Linked DNA regions of Mus musculus: region 1 is linked to region 2. Evidence: chromatin contacts called from public HiChIP or PLAC-seq data. All regions are on one chromosome and are shown on one strand. Each heading gives the region's core, a stretch centred on a gene start, on an enhancer-like site or on the middle of the called end of the contact. The rest is flanking DNA. Distances are from core to core; before and after follow the strand shown. Region 1 has its middle 9.5 kb from the start of Gm24833. Region 2 overlaps Ncald (neurocalcin delta).

The links. HiChIP or PLAC-seq counts read pairs in DNA pulled down with a chosen protein or histone mark.
Region 1: a contact with region 2 is called in an H3K27ac HiChIP or PLAC-seq map of T-cell acute lymphoblastic leukemia, with 2.1 times the contacts expected there. The contact joins two enhancer-like sites. A contact is called at or near these places in 1 of 39 promoter capture datasets (embryonic stem cells), 3 of 484 Hi-C or Micro-C datasets (embryonic stem cells and myocytes), 1 of 115 datasets of contacts at active chromatin or transcription factors (T-cell acute lymphoblastic leukemia) and 1 of 9 other capture datasets (embryonic stem cells).

Annotation. Positions count from the first base shown.
Region 1 is chr15:37,591,760-37,596,293 of GRCm38.p6, forward strand. It overlaps a transcript of Ncald not described here. Among named protein-coding and RNA genes, the nearest start is that of Gm24833, 9.5 kb to the right of the region's middle. Within about 2 kb of position 2,117, at least 8 of the 459 cell types and tissues checked have an H3K27ac peak or open chromatin away from gene starts, as enhancers often do. A contact at or near this core is called in T-cell acute lymphoblastic leukemia, where this site is marked.
Region 2 is chr15:37,368,537-37,373,226 of GRCm38.p6, forward strand. Ncald (neurocalcin delta) reads right to left here. Exons shown (of 4, transcript NM_001170868.1): 3 at 3,580-3,685; 4 at 1-389. The coding sequence ends at 292. Among named protein-coding and RNA genes, the nearest start is that of 4930447A16Rik, 55 kb to the right of the region's middle. Within about 2 kb of position 1,820, at least 8 of the 459 cell types and tissues checked have an H3K27ac peak or open chromatin away from gene starts, as enhancers often do. A contact at or near this core is called in T-cell acute lymphoblastic leukemia, where this site is marked.

The sequences.
Region 1 (4,534 bases), core at 867-3,366, 220 kb after region 2:
ATAGTACATGTTTCTATGACTACAAAGGTGACTAAAGGGCAACTGAATGTGTTTGAAAGGCCTCGCAATGATGAATTAGTGTTGACCACTATTTACAAGCTCAAGCTAAGCTCCTTACATGAGTTGACCAACTCACTGTGTAGAAGCATCTTCAGTAGTGACTATTCTTAATTTTTTTGTTTGTTTGTTTTGTTTTTGTTTTTTTCGAAACAGGGTTTCTTTTTGTAGCCCTGGCTGTCCTGGAACTCACTCTGTAGACCATGCTGGCCTTGAACTCAGAAATCTGCCTGCCTCTGCCTCCCAAGTGCTGGGATTAAAGGCATGTGCCACCATAAATAAAAAGACTTAAAGAAGTTCATGTATTCAGACTGGTGTGGGGCAGTGAGCTGTGCACAGACAATCTGGTCCCTGGTCCAGTGCATGCTTTGAACCCCTGAGACCCGTGGGTGACTTATCACCTACACGAAATATCAGGTGTTTGGCCACGCCCCTTGGGCCCCGGCTCCTTTCACAGCTACAGTCTCCACAGCCTCCTGTAGAGAGGGGTGTGGCCATCAGTCACATAGGGCAACACCCCAAGTCCCTGGTATTCTGCCTGGACTCCACCCCCACAGTTACCTGGTAACAACCAGGTATGTTCCTCCCCACAGTTACTTGGCAACAGCCAGGTAGGCCAGCCCACTATAAAAGGGGCTGTTGGCCCCCTCCTCCTTCTCTTACTCTTTCACTCTTACTCTCTTACTCTTGACTCTCTCTCTCTTGCTTCCCCTCTCTCACATTCCCTCTCTCCTCTCCACATGGCCATGGCTGACCTCTATTTCTCTACTCTCTCCCTCTCTCTCTACAATAAACGCCTTGAAACCATGGACTGCCTCTTCTTGGACCCGAATGGAGCAGGTCTTCCTCTAAGAGCCACTCCTAACTTCCCACGGGAGAACTCTCTGCATTTCCAGACACAGCTTACCCCAAACCAAGCTAGCCACTGAGCAAGACAAGGACTCTCCCCTCGATGTAACCAGCCGGAACCCTCCTCCTGCCCTTTTCCTTCGCCCTGGGCCAGAGCCCACCCTCAGGCCCCCTACTCTGTTCTCAGCTCTTCTGCGAGATCCAGCAGCAGTAGCATCTGCAGTACCCAAGAGCGAGACCCTGCCGTCCCTGGCCTCTGTGCAGGCCCAGGGACCCCGAGCCAACTTCAGCAGTCCACAGGTACCTTAGACTGTGCTTCCTTACCCCCAGAGCAGGATCCCGCAGCTTCTCACAGCCCAACACCCGCCCCCTCCCCCGCCCCTGTGGTAGTATGGGGTAAGCCAGTCAAAGTTCCCACATCCCACCATGCCCAGAAGCCCGAGCCCTGAGCAGATGCGGGACACCACTCTTAACCTACAGACTGGCACTCAGCAAGTTGCAGAGCCAGAATTTGAATCCAAAGGCCAGGGACTGAGCAGCTGAGTCGCCTCCCTTGGGTCCATTAAAAACTCCAGGGTGTCCTGAGTCTCAGCATAAGTAAGTGGAAATGCCTCTTGTAGCCAAACTAGGTAGAAGCGACATTTCGATGGAGTGGTGGTGGGCCTCTTAGAGAGTGGGTAGAATTAAGGATAGAAACACCAGGTTCTGTATCACTCACTTTGCAAACTCTGAATTGCATTATTTATGTTTTTCTATACTGTGCAAGAAAACTAGGATGACTTCCTCCTGAGGCATGTGCTAAAACAGGTGCACAGAGAAGTGGCACCAAATAAATGGTTCCAAAGCTTTTCTTCACCTGATGGACCCAGACCTCTTTCTTTTGTTCCAAGGACTTCTGATTAGTAATTTCAGGGCTGAGCATTGTTCATTGTCCTCTCCTGCCACTCTCTGTGACCTAGACTTGCTATCCTTCAACATCGAATTCTCTCTTCACCATTTATGCCTTTATTCACTTTATTCACTAGCCACTTTGAAAACAATCTGAATATTTGACTATGCCAAGCCACAGGAGTGCACAGCCAATAATAAGAGTAAAATCCTGTTCTCATAAAACATAAAACCTAGATAGAGAAACGGAAGTATCACTATAACACATATATTAAGCTCTGAGATCAACTGCAGATTCCTATCTACATGTACACGTGTACATTGTTAGAGATGAGGATCTGAGATGGAATGTGATGCAGAAGAATCTACAGAAGATGAAGGGCTCTGAGGCAGCATGAGGGGGAGGTGGTTAGCCGAGAGTTAGAGGGTATCCACCTACCCAGTGGGAACCTCTCATACAGAGGTTCTCGTGCACATGTGGAACAGCCTATTCATTCCTTTTGAGACCAAACTACAACTTATGGGGGAGCATGATTTCAGAGGTTCAGTCAGTCCACTGTTGCTTAGCTCCGGATTCATGGGGAGAACATCACGTTGACAGGAATGACTGGTGGTAGAGGAGAACTTCACCTCATGGTGGATTGGATGTAGAGAAAGAGAGACAACGAAAGCAGGCAGAGGAAGAGGCTGTCAATGACCTGCTTCCTCGAGCGTGGTCCAGATCCTTTTTGTGCCACTGGTTGAGAACCAATTATTCATCATGAGCCATTCAAACTGTGACTGCCTGGGCTTGGTTGTCTAGAGAAGTTTAGAAGTGGATGACAGGAGCTGAGGCTGTCTGAGTGGGCAGGCTAGATTGAAGTTTGGACTGTGTTCTGAGTGCAGCCTATTCTTCCGTGACTTCCAGCAGAAAACATGTTAGAGAAGGCAGAGCTAAAAATAACAGGACAGCAATGGTTTCAAGCAGGATGTTCCTGTGTGTTTCATGCCTAAATAGCTGGTAGAACGCTCTGAGCTTGCTGCACTGGTAGTCAGTCTGGGCTGTGTTTTAGATGTTAAGCTGTTGGGATCTGTCTGGAAGGCAATCTTACAAAACCCTCTCAGAGTAACTCCTCCTCACTCAGAGAAATGAACTAATCCATGGACAAGCTCTCCCAGATCCTGAGCCTGAAACTAGGGCTTTCATTTTGTAGATGAGACTGAACCTTCAGAAGAGCCCTACAGCTAATTGGAATAAGTCCAATTTAGGCTTGTTAAACTCTCAAGCTAGGCCTTAACCATTGCCCTAGTTACTTAGCCATTGCGGTGATAAGACACTGTAGCCAAGGCAACTTTTAGAATAAAGAGTTTATTGGGGCTTATGGTTTCTTAGAATCCATGACAGCTGAAGGCTCACATCTTGATCTACAACCACATGGCAGAGAGAGGGTGGCACACTGGAATGACTCAAGTTTTTTGAAACCTCACAGCCTAGTGTCACAGCTCCTCCAACAAGACTATAACTCCCTAATCCTTCCCAAACAATTCAGCTGGGGAACAACTAGTCCAACACATTCTCATTCAAGCCACCATAGCCAGTAAGTTGTACTTAGCCCTAAATCTAGCAACGTAGAGGTCACAGAGATCCCTGTAGAACGAAGTTGGTGGAGTAATGGAGGGTGAAGCTCTGAAAGAAGTGAGGTCCAATGGAGGAAGTGGAGACCATGGGGCTGGCAAATTCTTTTGTCAGGAAAGGGACTGTGCAGGATGGAGACTTCACAAAGATGGAAAACAACATACAATGCATATAGATGAGAAGAATCGAGAGAAAGAGAGAAAATTGGCAAAGGAAGAATGACTGAGGGTCAAGTGGATGCGCCACATCCTAGACAAGAAAAGATTTGGGATGCTGGGTTCACACTCAAGGCAGAAGCTCCGATCCCAGGCTCTGTGTTAGATCTTCTTGGCGACCAAAGCAAAATGAAATGAAACAGTTTCTTTCCAAAACGAAGCATAATCAAAGCCCCCAAGGGTGAGGCCCGAGCATCAGTACGTTTGCTTGTTAATTTGCTACATCCCCAGGAGGTTTCCATGTACACCCGAGGTGGGATTTCATTAAAATCCTACAAGGATATAGTTGTGGGAGCTCAGATCAGCACACGGCCAATAAACCCAAGTCTCTTGCATACAGGTCTGCTGCTGTTTTGTTTCCCTTGGCTGTTACATTCAGTCTGAGAAACAGAGATGTAAATCTAAACATAGGCATTCCAAATTTGCCTCTTTATTCATTTACTCTCCTTGCCTTGAGTTGAGATAATTTTACATCTTATTTCATGACATTAGAAACGTCTTCCAAGTTCTGCTATCGATAGATACAATTAGCCCACTTTCTCACTTCTCCTAAACAACGAAACTGTTAATGAACCTAATCAAAGAAAACCTGATGTTCCTCTAGTGACAGCTCTCTAACAGTGTAGTACAGTGAGCACATCCTTACCCCCAGCTAAGAACTGTTTGATTTTGTACCTACAGATATTTAGTGATCATCTACTACAGCCTAGGTCTCACACCAGCTCCTGAGGCTGTGGGTATTATCAAGGCTGACACTCAGTGCCTGACTCCTAGGGCTTATATTCTTGTGAAGAGAAAAATCATAAAAACAAACAAACAAACCAACCACAAACTCCACACAAATACCTAGCTGTGTAGTGACTAGAGAACTGGGGATATGCATTAGCCCCGGTTTGCCAGTTGTCCACAT
Region 2 (4,690 bases), core at 570-3,069:
AGGTTTTAAGATAGAGACATTAGAATCAAAGGGGAAAAAAAAGATGATTAAAAAAGCCATCCACTGGGGAACACCACGAAGTCTGTGCATGCTCTCCACAAGCACGTGGGCTCTGGGCATTCACATCCACCATGAAAGAAGCAAGGGGCAAAAGTGTCACAGGAGGGCACATCTGACTGAAGAGGGCACAGTGTCACCATCAATATTGTTTGGCAAAAACAAAAACCGAAGTAAGTTTAAAAGCTAATCAGGAGGGACACAAGCAGCTGTAGCGTCCTGGGGGTGCAGGGCTCAGAACTGGCCGGCACTGCTGGGGTCACACTGCAGGAGACGCACAATGGATGGGTCGCTTTTGGCCCCTCGGATGAATTCTTCCAGGGAGAGCTTTCCTAGGAAACAAGAGGGTGAATGAGTGCCGGCCAGTGTTGGGAGCAACAGAAGCCTGTGGCTTCCTCAGTAGAGGCTGGGTAGACCATGAGGCAGGATCCCCACTTCTCTCTTAACTCAGACATCCCCCACCTGACTCAGTGCACAGGGCCGTTCAACACCACTTCCAAGACAAGATCCCAGGCTTGGGGAGGGTACTGGCTCACCCTGGCCTAAATCTCTGCCCTAGTAGCCTTTCTGCCTCTACCCACCCTGGGAAAAGAGCAGCCCCAGCTCATCTGAGTGTGCCAGGCTCTTGAGCCACTCCACACTGGTGTACTCAGGTTCACAGATAACCTGCTCCTTAGGTGGGCAGAGCAAAACTGTAGGCTCTTTTTTTTTTTTAAACCACTTTTTGAAGATAGTAGCATCTTCATCCAAAGCCAGGAGAATAAAGGAGTGTGAGCTAGACAGAGGGTGACCCACTGGTCCCTCAACCCAGGTGGCTTGAGAAAGAAGTCAGGGATTTGTTCTCTCACTGCACCACCTCCCTCCTTCCTTCCCTCCCTCCCTTTCCTTCCTTCCTTCTTTTTTATTTATTTTTTGACACGGAGCCTCACTATGTAGTCAAAGCTTCCTCATGACTCCAGATCTATTACTTTGCCCCCCCCCCCATCCTTCTGCCTAACTGTTTTCCAGTAAAGGTCCTCTGTCACTGTCATTGTGGAGATATGGGTGATGGTGGCTTTCCCCATTCCTGTACTTCCACAGTGACTCGTTAAAGTGATCCATACAATGATAAATTGGACTAGAACAGCTGGGTCCCTTTACCTAGCTCTGTCCTCTTTCCTTTCCTGGAGACTTAGCCCTGTTTGTTCTTCCAAGGACAGGCACCCGGCTGTCAGGCTCCGTGAGGCCTGTGCACTTCAGTACCACCTTAGCTGCTCTTCCAAGCTACCTCCACTGGCACTTCAGGATGAGAATGGGGGTTTGGGGGCCAAAGCTCCACTTAAACACATCAAAGTTGCAGGCACAGGCACTGGAAACCACAAGCCATGGAGCACTTAGAGCTCAACATGTACTCTCTGCCTCTTACACAGACTCCATAGTGACTTGCCTTATGTAGGGACAGACTTTTCATGGCAGAGACTAGCAGTGAAACACAAAGACTGTTGACTAACAAGACTGATGGGAGCAGGCTTTACACGAAGCCAGGTCTGCTTCTGGTGGGAAGGGACTGGGGCCTCAGAGTTGAGGCCCTGAAGCCAAGCCCTGAGCCAAAGCAGAGAGTCTCCTGGGTGTTCAACAGTCTGTCCCCCTCCTTCCCTGGCTGCTTCCATCCCCATAGCTTCCTTTATTTAAACAAATCTTGCTTTAGCAAAGCCCAGGACAGTGGTAGTCAGCTGTCCATTGGGAATGGGAACCCAGCCAGGGCCCTTCCATCTGTAGAAACATCTCCAGTGGAAAAGCCCTGGCACTGCCTGTGAGCCACACATCTGAAGGTGTCTTGTCTCTCATCCTTCAGTACTCCTCTAAGGAGGAGATTGGGTCTTAAAGCCATTATGTTCCCTAGACTATCAAAACCTGAGCTTCAACATCAGCAAGTCCATTAACTGTTAAAACAATCCCATGTTTGTTTAAACTTTGCAAAACAAACTGCTGAGAATCAAGGCTCCAGAGGGGAAACAGGATGTCAGAGGATGCCATGCAAGTTCATAGAGGAAACACAGCCAACAGATTGGCTTGCACCACACAAACCGAGATTCTCAGGGACCTGGCACCCCACGTGTGCATGCAGAAAGAGGCTTGCTCTATGCAGAGTCTTCTATAATGCATATCACAAGGGAGTGGTCCATTTTTACACCGCTGACTAGACTTGCTAAATATCAAGAGTGAAGATCTGGGGCTGGAGACATGACTCCATGGGTAAAAGTATGTGCTGCCTAAACCAGACCACCTGAATTTGATCCCTAGAATCTATATAAAGGAGAAGGGGGAAAATGGACTCCATTAAGTTGTCTTCTGACCTCCATGTATGCACCAGGTCATGTAATAATACATGTAACATTATGCACAGTAATAATAAAGAAAATAAAATTTACGTTTTAAAAGTGAGTTGGCAGGAGAAATGGCTTAGTGGTCAAGAGCACTTACTCATCGGGCAGAAGGCCAGTGTTTGATTCTCAGCACTCACATTGGGTAGATCATAACCACCTGGAGCCAGTTCAGGGAACTGTGACCTCTGTTGTGCATATATGTGGTTCGAATAAATTCACACAGGTATGCAAGGACATGCCCATAAATAGTAAATACGTGTTTGTTTAAAGAGCTGTGAAGCCTTGGACAGCATGGGTCAGCCTTGACTGAGCACTGAAGACTTGGGTACCATTTCTGGATAACATTTCAAGATTCGGCAAGAAAAATAAGGATGCTAAATTAACTTTGAATTTCAACTGAATAACAAGCAACTCCTTAGCATAAATATGTCCCAAATATTGCATGCAGACATAGATATGCCAAAAAGAAGCCATTATTTCTCAATTGCTTGGGCCTCCTGTATCCTACTTGGCAGCCTGACATGCAGAACTCCTATTTATTTACTTATTTCATAGATAAGGGTTCCTTATGTAGCCCAGGCTGCCCTCAAGCTTGTGGTTGTCCTGAGTCACCATACCAGACTTGTCTATTTTGTTTGAAGTACAACTTTCCTTTCCACTTGGCTTGCACATCTGCTAGTTACATTTTGCTTTGGGACAGCACCCTCTACTCAATAGTAACCTGCTGACCACTCACTCCAACCCTCTACTTGCTTCCCACTACTTGGGGGTTTCACTTGGACTCAGCATCTTGGAGCATGCTCATACGACCTCTCAAGCAGGTTGGGATGAAAGCTGTTGGGGTTGGTAAGAAGCATTGAGCCTTTTGACATACTCCAACTACACACTGGATCCAGCCTTCTGGGGAAGGCCTATCCTGACTCAATGGCTTCTTGGGTCCTTTTATTTCTGCTTCAGAGGAGCCATGCTATTCTGAGGAAGGAGTAGAGATAACATGGGAGGATAGAAGGGCCTAGAAAATAAGGCTTTCCCCTGAGACTGGGACCAGCTCCAGAGTCCACATGCTTCTGTTCCTTTGTGCCCAGGTGGCTCTCACAGATCACACCCATGGCTGACATCCAGCAGCCTGGCCCACACAAAGCCCTCAGCCTCTTACCATCTCTATTGGTATCCATCTGGCGGAAGATCTTTTCTGTCCTTTTCTCTGGGGTTGATTCATCTTCAGGCATTTTCATGACAGAGGAAACCATTTTGTAGATCGCCTAGGGACAGAAGCAAAGGGCAGTGATATGGAAACACAGTTCATCTCAACCGTAGCTCTTTCAAATGCTAGAGTAGAGGGAAGGTAGCTGTGCTCTGCTGGAGCTGGGCCTGTCTCAGGGCTTTTTGTATAGGACAGGATGTGGCAGTGGTAGCGGTTATTTTGTTACATCATACTATGCACCTTATGTTTCAACTCTTGTCTAAGGTATTGGACCTATTTAGAACATTTAAAAAGTACAAAGTTTAATTCTAGTTTTTATAAGCTGCTATTACAAACTATTTAGGATAATTATGTGATGCAAGTTAATAGTTAATCAGTCAAACTTATGGTCTTGTTAGATGTTAGTCTACTACAAAAATATGTTTCTAAAGTTGAACAGGTAGTAAATAGCTAGAAACAAGCAACATTTGCCTATTCAGATATACCATAGATAGATGGTCTTCAAAAACCTCAGAGACCTACAGAATTTGGCTTCTAAAGACGTTTTTATTAATTTAAGGCTTTTGGGGGAACAATGAGATATGTCAGTTCCTGGCAGCACCCCCATTTGACGTCAAAGAAGATGATGAGTATCAAAGAATCTCTTTATGGACTTCGCTTCAAATATGACAAACTGCCACTAGACAAAAATCTCCCATTGCTTCAACTGAAGACAAAATGCTGTCCAAACTGTACAAATGAAACCCAGGAAAGTCAACTGCTGAGCTTTGAAAAGACAAGGTAGTCAGTCTTTCATAATTCCTGCTTCACAAAAAGGATTGTCAGATATTCTGGGCCAGAAGGCTGAAAATACTCTAACATTATAGAGAAACTTGGGGGGAACTGTCCAGGCAGCCAACTCTCTCTGTCATTTCTATAGTTTTGGAAGCTGCTTGCCTATACTTCTTGCATATTTAGGTAATATTTATTCCTTCTCAAGTCTCTAAAGGGGTTGAAGACTAGATAGTTAAAGTCTGAAATATAAGTTTGAGTTGTTTAATACTTAGATAAATGTTTTAAGGTC